Linked DNA regions of Zea mays: region 1 is linked to region 2. A link is a contact called in public Hi-C data. All regions are on one chromosome and are shown on one strand. Each heading gives the region's core, a stretch centred on a gene start, on an enhancer-like site or on the middle of the called end of the contact. The rest is flanking DNA. Distances are from core to core; before and after follow the strand shown.

What was found. Hi-C and Micro-C count contacts between places; a contact is called where the count stands out from the background.
Region 1: a contact with region 2 is called in a Hi-C map of endosperm, with 4 times the contacts expected there. The contact joins the promoter of LOC100272990 here to the promoter of LOC542131 in region 2. A contact is called at or near these places in 2 of 25 Hi-C or Micro-C datasets (ear and endosperm).

Annotation. Positions count from the first base shown.
Region 1 is chr3:32,126,125-32,130,997 of Zm-B73-REFERENCE-NAM-5.0, forward strand. LOC100272990 reads right to left here and starts at 2,339. Exons shown (of 8, transcript NM_001147441.1): 1 at 2,065-2,339; 2 at 1,189-1,540; 3 at 874-1,102; 4 at 575-720. The coding sequence starts at 1,520. LOC100384527 (C-type lectin receptor-like tyrosine-protein kinase) reads left to right here and starts at 3,464. Exons shown (of 4, transcript NM_001322116.1): 1 at 3,464-3,671; 2 at 4,225-4,653; 3 at 4,759-4,873. The coding sequence starts at 3,590.
Region 2 is chr3:31,903,383-31,908,371 of Zm-B73-REFERENCE-NAM-5.0, forward strand. It overlaps LOC542131 (NAM-related protein 1), which reads right to left and starts at 1,864. Exons shown (of 4, transcript NM_001111762.1): 1 at 1,794-1,864; 2 at 1,478-1,704; 3 at 975-1,324; 4 at 1-849. The coding sequence starts at 1,688. The coding sequence ends at 235.

The DNA.
Region 1 (4,873 bases), core at 1,089-3,588, 220 kb after region 2:
TTAAAAACTAAGAATGTTCAGATACACAACATGAACAAAATTTGCACTTTGAAAGAGCACAGCTATGCAGGAAGCTAGCTCAATATACAGTTAAAATATCAATGTAACATCTGCAGAATTCATTTTATTTGCTCCCTTAGACCATAATGCACACTTTTGGCGTCCAGACTAACACACTCCTATATACAGAGGGGGTAGCAAAAGAAACATATGTGGTAGAAATATCTTTGTGTGTTAAATCAACAGCACATATCTTTTGTTTTTCTAATCCTGGTATGACTCATCATTAGGGGGTGCAAATGGTACGGATGTTTTCTGGCCATATCCAAGCTCGAATTCGTTTAGAGTTAAAAATCCATCCGTATCTGAGTCGGATAAACTATATCCAAAACCGTATCCGCATCCGAATACTGAAATCATATCCATATTCTAATCCAAGAAACAATATAGCTATCCATGTTCATATCCGTAGGTATCCAACCATTTGCACCCTAGTAATCATAGTATTTTCTTAGTTTGCTGATGAAGTGAATAAAAACATTTGAGGGAAATAGTTAAGAGCCAACAGACATACCAGCAGTCCCCAAGCATTCCTAACACAGCTCCAAGCTGTGAACATAGGTCTAAGTTATCTTCTGAAGATTTTAACTCCTCCCTGATGTCGTCTGCACACATAGTGAGCCTTGACTTTGCACTTTCAATGTTTCGGGCACGAAAAGCCTAGAGCCAAACAGTTAAGGCCTTGTTGTAAGTTGTAACACCAATATTGTAAATAAATCCATGAATAATAGACAATGATTAGTTATTAAAATTTATCAGGTTCAAGAATCTATTTCAACATAAGAGGCTAAAGCAGTTAACTTAATTACTGACCCTCATAGCTTGCTGCACCAGAAAAGCCCCTCTCTCCATGGAAACATCCTCATATATGACTTTGTTCTTGCCATCTGCTGCTTCCACATCCCCTGCAGCATGTGATCGCTTGATTCTGGCATGACCATCAATGAAGCGGTCAACAAGAGCTTGAAGTTCCGCATCAGGCTCAATACCCTCTATATCAGCACCACATAGTGGGCAGTCTTTAAAGCGTGATATACATGCCCTGCCAAGGAAATCCAGTAAGAACCTATTGAAGCAACGAATGAAACACAAAATGCAATTGAGCTGGATGTGAGGCACGAAACACACTTGCAAAATTTATGGGCACACGGCTTGCATTTGCTACTTTCATGGAGTAGTGCCTGGCAGACAATGCAGCTAAGCGGACCCAGCTTGAAAGTGTTGGAGTCATAGCCGAATGGGCATTTTGCTGGTACGACACGAGGATCGGTGCCCTTTTCTTCACCATGATCACCACTTTCCTTGAGCTTGCTACCATGATCCTTGCCAGTGACAGGGCATACACCACTGATGCTCTTGTCAGATTTTGCAGGGCACACCCCAGTGTTGCTCTTATCAGATTTCACAGGGCATACACCACCACCAGTGGTGGCTCCCGCGAAAGGGCAGATCGAGCTCATGATTATTCACTCGTCCTTCCCTGCACAAAATGAGATAAGAGACATGAAGTTGCAGACCAAATTTATCATATGATAGCGCAACAGAAATCCTATATGTATGTGTGCATAAGTAGAGTCCAGGTATTGGTGCAGAAGCGGATTGTGGGAATCAAATCCCTAGGGTTGGATCTCGAATTAACCACATCACCACATAGTGAGAGTGAGATTATCGATCTAGTCGGCCAGGAAGAGCAAACTACAAAAAAAATGTTGTTGGGCAAGCGAAGTCTCAGAGATCCAAATGATAGCATGAGCAATTCAATTCGATGGAATTGAGGAATACGAGGCGAGCAAGCATTGAGGCGTTCGGTTGCAATTGGGTTGGTTAGCGGCACAAAAGTGATGTGAGAGGGGCAAAGTTCAGTGCAATAGAGAGGAGTTTGAGCATTGGAACGCAAGTTTTTCTAAGGTAAGTTTTCAAAATTTGAGTCGTATGGACCAAGTTTCGGACAAACTAACTTCAATTCGATTCCAAACCAGGTGGGAGAGGGCGAGAATCACCCACCGCGGCTACTCGCCTTCCCCCAGCCGACGCCGAGAACAGGCCTGCCGTGCACCTCTGGACGCGAGCTCTGCCGACGCCTCCGGTCTTCCCCCACCAAGCCACCGCACTGGCACGCCGCTGCTGCCGGCGTCCTCTCGCACGGGGAGACGAGACACCGCGATGGCTCGGACGGCGATTTGCGTTGCGGGTGGATGTAAGGGCACCCGGTCCTAGGAGAGATTAGAGAGATGTGTCAGATTCCGCGGCGCGGGCGGGGCGGGGAGATCGACGACGACGCGACGGCGATGCGATATTCTGGTTGTTGTTGGTGGTTTGTCCCCTTTTCCTCTCTCTTTTTTTCTTTTTTTTCTTTTTTTTATTTTTTGAGGTGGACAAGGTTGAAGTAGTGCTGGGAATTGGGCCGTGCCGGGCCGGCCCGGCCCAAGCCCATCGTGCTTAGTGCCAAACGGGTTCGGGCCAAGAAAGCCCAAACAATTTTTGGGCCGTGCCGTGCCAGCCCGAAGTGTAAAAACAGTGGCCCAGCCCGGCCCTAAACCACGCCGTGCCTTCGTTGGGCCGTGCCGGCCCAAGCCCGGCCCGTATATTTGACCACATAAAATCAAAATATTATAACCATATAAAGTTCATATCTTACTAAATTAAAGATATTAAACAATTATAGCATCATTTAACCACATAAACTCTAAATATAACAACAATATAAAGTCAATATCTTACTAAATTAAAGAGATTAAACAGATTGGGCTTAATTGGGCCGTGCTGGCCCAAGCCCGGCCCATCTATGCGTGCCGTGCTGGGGGCCCGACGGGTCAGAATTTGAGGCCCGGCCCAGGCCCGCCTTCGGGCCGTACTAGCCCGGTCCATATTATTTCGTGTCGGGCCGTGCTTTGGGCTCTTATTTTCGGGTCGTGCTCGTGCTGGCCCGAAAAGCCCGGCCCAGATTCCCAGCACTAGGTTGAAGGTTGCTATTTTCGGGCAAAGGCGGCGGCGACGAGCTCCAGCACCACGAGTCGTGGGGGGAAGGCCTGGTAAGATGGCATCGAGGCTCGAACGGTTAGATGTGTGCCACGTGGATGATCCGGCGACCACGCTACGACCACCGTTAACGTGTACTCTGTTTTTCTCTCGCACGAAAAAAGAAAGAGAGGAACATGGGCTGGGCTGGGTCTGCCAGAGAACAAAGGTCGACCCAGCCCGCTTGGCGGGTGTGGGCTCCTCCGGTTTCCTGCTGCTCTCTGGGCCCAGCGGCAGACAGCGGGGACAGCAGGCTTGAATGCGCTGCCCGGTAGTCAAGGCGGGAGTGGGAGCGCTTCTGCCTTTGGTTTGGTGCGCCCTCATTTATGACGCGCGCAATCTTCACTGTCTTCAGTCATCGTCAGAATTTCCTTCTTTTTTTTTTCCTTCCCCAACTTCTCCCTGCGTCGGCCGAGGCTGCGGCGACTGACCACAGCTTTCGACCCTTTCCAGTGGAGGGAACGGGGTTAGCGAGCGGCCTCCGCTGCGACGGCAACGGCGTGGGAGGGCCATGGCGGCCCCCGCGCTCGCCTTCCCCATGTTGCTGGCTGCCTCACTGCTCTCCGTCGCCGCTCCTGCGCTGGCTCGAAGCCGTGAGTCACCCTCTCTCCCTGTCGCTCCGCCCCCTCCTTTCTCCCTTCTCCCTCCTCCTTGGAAGGCAACTAGATCCACCGCTTCTTATTTTAGCCACCAATTCTAAAACGAGCCGCGAACGTATTATTTTGTTTGCCGCCATGGCGTCATGTATGTGCCACGCTGTCCCTAAGCCACCCAAGAGACGAATTACCAAATTGATATGACTCCTTGTTCTAACCTCTTGTGCTGCATGCCTGCTGATTCTCGAACAATATGGAGGTGCAAACTGTCTTCTAGTTTTGGATGGGGATTTTGCCTTCACCACAAAGAGACACGAGGAAATGTAGACAACGACCATTTGTTACTTCACTTTCCTCTTTAGCTCTTCTTTACACTTTGATCTGGCCATGACTCTGCGATTTTCCGTCCACACCTAATATATTGTTTATGTTGGTTGTTGAAACACAACTTTCGGCTTCCCAATTCGTTATGCGGCCTGTGTGCATCATCATATGGCCCCTATCAGTAATTTTTTTTAGCTTTGACATCAACAACTTCGACTTTGTGCAGCATCTTGCCCTGATGGTTGGCAAGGCGGCCCTGTTCAGAACAGATGCTTCATGTACATATCAGCCTCCCTTTCTTGGGATAGATCCGAGGCTGTCTGCCATAACTACAGCGGGCATCTTGCTGCAGTATCATCAGTCCAGGAGCTAAACTTCGTGAAGTCTCTCTGTGGATCATCATCCACAGGATGCTGGGTTGGAGGGCATCACTACAGCACTAGTACCGGTAACGGTTGGAAATGGTCTGATGATTCCTCTGTTTGGAATGAAACTGTCTTCCTTGGTGAGCCATTGCCTGCCAACTGCAGTGATCCTGCATGTAAAGTAGCCACCAGCAACGATTTCTGTACTTTGGTCACCAATGGTCAGCCTTCAACTATTACTGAAAAAAGGTGCAGTGAGTCCCATGGTCTGATCTGCAGGATGAACCACGGTGAGTCTGTAATTTATCAAGGCTTACCCGTTTCGCTAGAAATGGTAGTTTGCTTTTCATGAAATTCAGATATATTTGTGCTAAACAGTTTAGTTTTGTCATCAGTGGACAGATGCTACCATGATCATTGCCACAAGGAGTATTTCATATCCATTATTGCTGTGAGTGGTTTCATCCTGGCAACCACTCTAGCCGTTGTGGTTTGGCTGCTTGTCTACAG
Region 2 (4,989 bases), core at 614-3,113:
TCCAGGTATGGGTACCATCATGCCCCGGATTACTAAGACCAAACGACACACACATATACCACACATGCAATGATACAATGCATGTATATACTAGCACATGCATGCACACATATCTTACCGACTAGTTATTGCAGAAATATAGGAACCATGCAAATTTTCACAAAATGCAATGCAGATATAGTAGATATAACATGCATATTCATGCATTTGTCTCCAAACTCCATATCCACTTTTTCAGTACTTGTACTTCCATATGCCATCCATCTCTATGGTGGTGGTCGCGGACCCTGGGCCGGTCACAGACATCATCGACGAGATCTCGGCGGCATTAGCCTGTTCGTCCTTCTGTGACACCATCGAGGACGGCCTACTCTCCGGCGCTGCAACGTCGAAGCCGCCAGCGCCAGCGCCAGCTGCTCCCATGTCCATCTGGCCAGCCGCTGCCCCCATGTCCACCTGGCCAGCTGCTGCCCCCATGCCCATCTGGTGGTGGTAGAAGTTCATCGGCAGCGGCGCGGGCACCGGATTGCCGAACAGAGCGCCGTTGATCTGGAGCCCGCCGGCGCCACCCATACCTGCCAATGCCATAGGCGGCATCATCCCCGCGCCGGCATTCGGGTTGGGGTAGTAGGGGGCCACCGGGTCCATGGCAAAATCTGGCAGGATGGGAAATTGCATCTGCATGGGCACGGGCAGTGGCAGCTGCAGCGGCATGGGGATGGGGATGGCCGGAATGTTGTTCTGATTCTGATCCATCTCAGGACCGGCCATGGCCACCTGGTATGCCGGCGCAGCCGTCTTCTTGATCCCGGTGGTCTTGTTGAACACACGACAGACCACCCACTCATCCTGCGCGGATTTCATTTGTAAGCCGTGACCGTGGGCGGGCAAGCAAACAAAGAAAGTAGTATGTGGATGCATGCATCATGGTTGCTTGCTGATGATGATATATATTACTTACTGGTACCACGCACCTTGCAAGCCGAAGCTGAAGCTTTCATCATGGCCGCAGCGATGTTGGTGGCTGAGCCGGATGCGGATGCAGGACTAGCAGGGAGCCTACCGCTGCCTTCGAGCCTGTACTCGTGCATCACCCAGTTGGTTTTGTCACCCCTGGGAGCCCTGCCTTTGTAGAACACGAGCGTCTTCTTCATGCCGACCAGCAGCAGCCCTTCCGCTGCAAAGGGGTTGTAGACCTCCTTGTCCTTGCCGGTCGCCTTCCAATAACCCGCCTCAGTGGCCCGGTTCGCCCTCAGCCCCGTCGGGTACTTGCGGTCCTTCTGGTAGAAGAAGTACCACTCCTTCTCGCCCATCTTTGCAACTTCTGCGGCATGCATGCGATCGAAACAAGCACCGTGTATCAGTCAGTCCACACATAGCTCGATGACTAGCATGTCTAGTCTAGCACTAGCAGCAGCATCCGCTAGCTGCATGCACAGATAGATCGATCGATCGAGGTCGCTCGTTAGTTACATACTCGGGAGGTCCCATGGCTCGGTCTTGTTTAGGTCGGCGTCCGCGATGGCGATGCAGCTGTAGTCCCTGTCGTGCACCTTCTTCGTGAGGTAGTCGTTGATAATCTCAAAGTCGCTCGGGTGGAAGCGGAACCCTGGAGGCAGTTCGAGGCCACCGGTACGGTCAACGTCCATCTCCTGCGGCTGCTGCTGTGGCTGCTGCTGGTCCGCCATGGCTCCTGCTCCTTCACTGAGATCAGATCGATGAAGCACTAACAACAACCATTTATATCAAGGAACAATTCGTAGACGACAGTATAAAAATCGAAACTTTCATACATGCACAAACGCTTCGTTCTCGGCCTGCCGGCGGCCGCCGGTCAGTCTAGCTAGGTCTCTCACTCGCTCGCTCGCTCACCAGAACGACGGATGATGCAGAGCTAGCGAGTTGTGTTCTGGTAGTGCAGTGAGCCACAGGCACGCTGCAGCGCGCGCGTTAAATAGGCAGGAAGCGTGCTCGCGCAAGGCGCTTTCCGCTGAAGCCTCCTGCTCCTGCCTCTATACCCGGCGGCCCTCTTTTTCGGTGCTGTCTGTTTCTACTGGCCATTGGACGCTTGTTCTTTCCAACTGTGCCACGCTTGTCGTCGCGCAGGCCGGGCTCACTTTCGCGCCGGGGCCTCGGCTGGTGCTGGCGACAGGTGCCGAATGGAGGCCGGGTTCTGGAATGTCTCTACCTCCGGTTTGCCTCTGCCCGGCCAGCCCTGGCATGCGATTCCTGTGGACGTATGCGTGAGTCCGCCCGCGCGCCGCTCATGTCTGCTCAGGCCGTCGATCGCCGGCTGCATGAACAAGAGGGCTGCGCGGCTGGTGGCCGCCCACGTCGACATGCGCATGCGCGCGCGGCTGACGGCCGGCCGCTAGCTACAAGGGGCCGCCTTCGCGATAGAAAGCTGCTGTAGATGTAGGCATCCATCTGGGACAAGCAGTCCAGTGATAGATGTGGGTCGTCGTGATCTGGTTGCTGATCATTATTGCGGCGCCGGAGCGTCGTGTTCTTCACTACTCTCGGTCAGTTTTAGGTGCATGGGAGAAACGCGTGCGTGCATGCGCGCGGGCCGTTGTGCCGATGCGGTGTGCTGTCCGGCTGTCCCTGGCTGCGTATGCATGTAGACACCCGATGTATCTATCATCTATCTGCTGGACGATATATAGCCTGTTTGTGCCTGTTGTCACACACACACACACAAACCGTGCATAGATAACACAGATTACATGGTGACCAATGCAAGTGACAAGTGTGCGTCGGTCCAAGCGCGCCTAGCCAGCCCTGGAAACCATGGTCAGTTCGCGTGTTACTGTGCCACCCAAACCAAGGGACAGGACAGGCGGCGACGACGACCGCTTGATTTATGCATGCATGGAATGAAGGGGGTATTTTCCTTTTCAGTTCCTTGCTTTCAAAGGAATTAAGTCAGGAAACCTACGCGCGCGTTCTGATCCAGCGTACCGATCCATCACACATTCTGCGCGTGCATGGAGTGCATGGCTAGAGTCCATGCCTATGTGTGCCGTCCAGGCTTGGTGAAATGGCGTGGCATGTGTGCTGGCGCTTTCCGTAGAAAAGTGGCGGCGACGTGGGCTTGTCCATGCATGGGTACGGCGTGTGCCATACTGCCATCCCATCTCATCAAGGGCCAGGTGTGGTATACGTGAATGTACATGCTTATCGATTGAATGGAGCTAATCCTCTGCGGTCATGTTTTGGGCGTGCCCTAGCTAACCGAAATGAATCGACCCAAGCATATCTATCATTTCACCGGTTGACCCTACAAGCCAGCGCAACCGCAATGGTATCAGCAGCCCCCGGTCCTATGATTTTGAGGACCCCAGGTGAACTAGGGCCTCTAGACTATATAAAAAAATTCTATCATATGCGGCGGAACAGGTTAGCATTTCATAGGTAAATGATGATGTGCATTGAAATTAGTTTTTAAAATATCTAAGACGCTAGATAATATACATTGGTGCATATTAGCTCTTTGCAGGTTAAGAAATAAGAACGATGGTCACAGGATAACCTGAATCCTTATTGCGCGAGCGTGCGTGCCTAGAGGCTAGCGCCCAGTGCCCTGGAATCCTGGAGGGTTGGATCAGTGAAATGACAAATGACGATCGCGTGGAGGGTGTGGTCGCACAGACGCGCGACAATGTGAGCGTGACGACTGGGCAATGGGCAACGCGTACCGCGTGGTTCGTGTGCGTCGGACGTCCGTGTGCCCAGCCCTACCGGCCTGTTAGCTATCTATACTATTTTACCACTTGGATATAGCCCATGCTAACGCTATGTTCCTGGGAAGGGGAGCAGAGGGGTGGATGACGACGGTGGTGGCAGGAGGGGAGGGGTTGCGAGGAGGGGAGGCATGAAGGATAATCCAAATAATATTCAACGATCTAAACCGTTGATTTTTATGTTGTGTTAAGTATGAGTGCAATTTGTTTGGTGGATTTATTAAAGATTATAATACACAGAAAATTTCGACAGCATAACCTCGCTGTCGCTAAACAGTATATTACTTATATATAATACAAAGAATGATATACTATTAATCAAATCAGACTAAGTACCACATACCACTAATATGGCAACTATACGACATACCAATATAATGTACTTATAAAACTAATAATATAATAGTACCACATATTAATATGAAATTAATGCCAAAAATACAATATGCCCCTAATTACTGAACTACATATACCACTAATACATTTATAAAATCAGACTAAAGAATAATACTAATCACACACTAATCAAATAAACACAATTACAAATATATACTAATTTCGGCGGCAATTAAATAACGGCCGCCGAAAATATGGAATAGAAAACGAAAAAAACCTTTTGATGAGCTCGACGGCGACGACAGAGTGGTGGCGGGAGGAGGGCTCAGCAGCGGGATGGAGCCGGACGAGGGCGGTGCGTCATGACGGAGCAGGAGGCGTGGGACTTGGCCGGGGGGTGGCGAGGCTTGGGGCGCGTGGTGCTCGGCGGCTGTGCCGGGGCGCGGCGGTGCGGCGAGCGTTCGGGAGCGTCGAGTGCGACGATGCGGCGAGCTTTTGTGCGACAATGTGTGAGATGTGAGAGAACAGAGAGAAGAGAGAAAAAGAAATGAGGCATACGCCGGTTTAAAAACCCTAGGCCGCCGAAAATAAGGCCCTATTTTCGGCGGCAATATCAGAGGCCGCCGAAGATAGAAAAATAGGCTTATTTTTGGCGGCCAGGACAAAAGCCACCGAAAATAAGTCTATTTTCGGTGACCACAATGCGCCGCCGAAAATTAATACTTATTTTCGGCGGCCGAGCCCTGGCCACCGAAAATAAGTATGGATTCCTAAAATGGTGTATGTTGGGGACTTGTTCTTAAATGCTATGAATTAAGAACAAGGCAACACAAATGTTAATGATTAAAGATCTTCGTCCTTCGAAGCATTGTTTCCCTTATGACATAATGATCTTCAGACGAAGGTCATG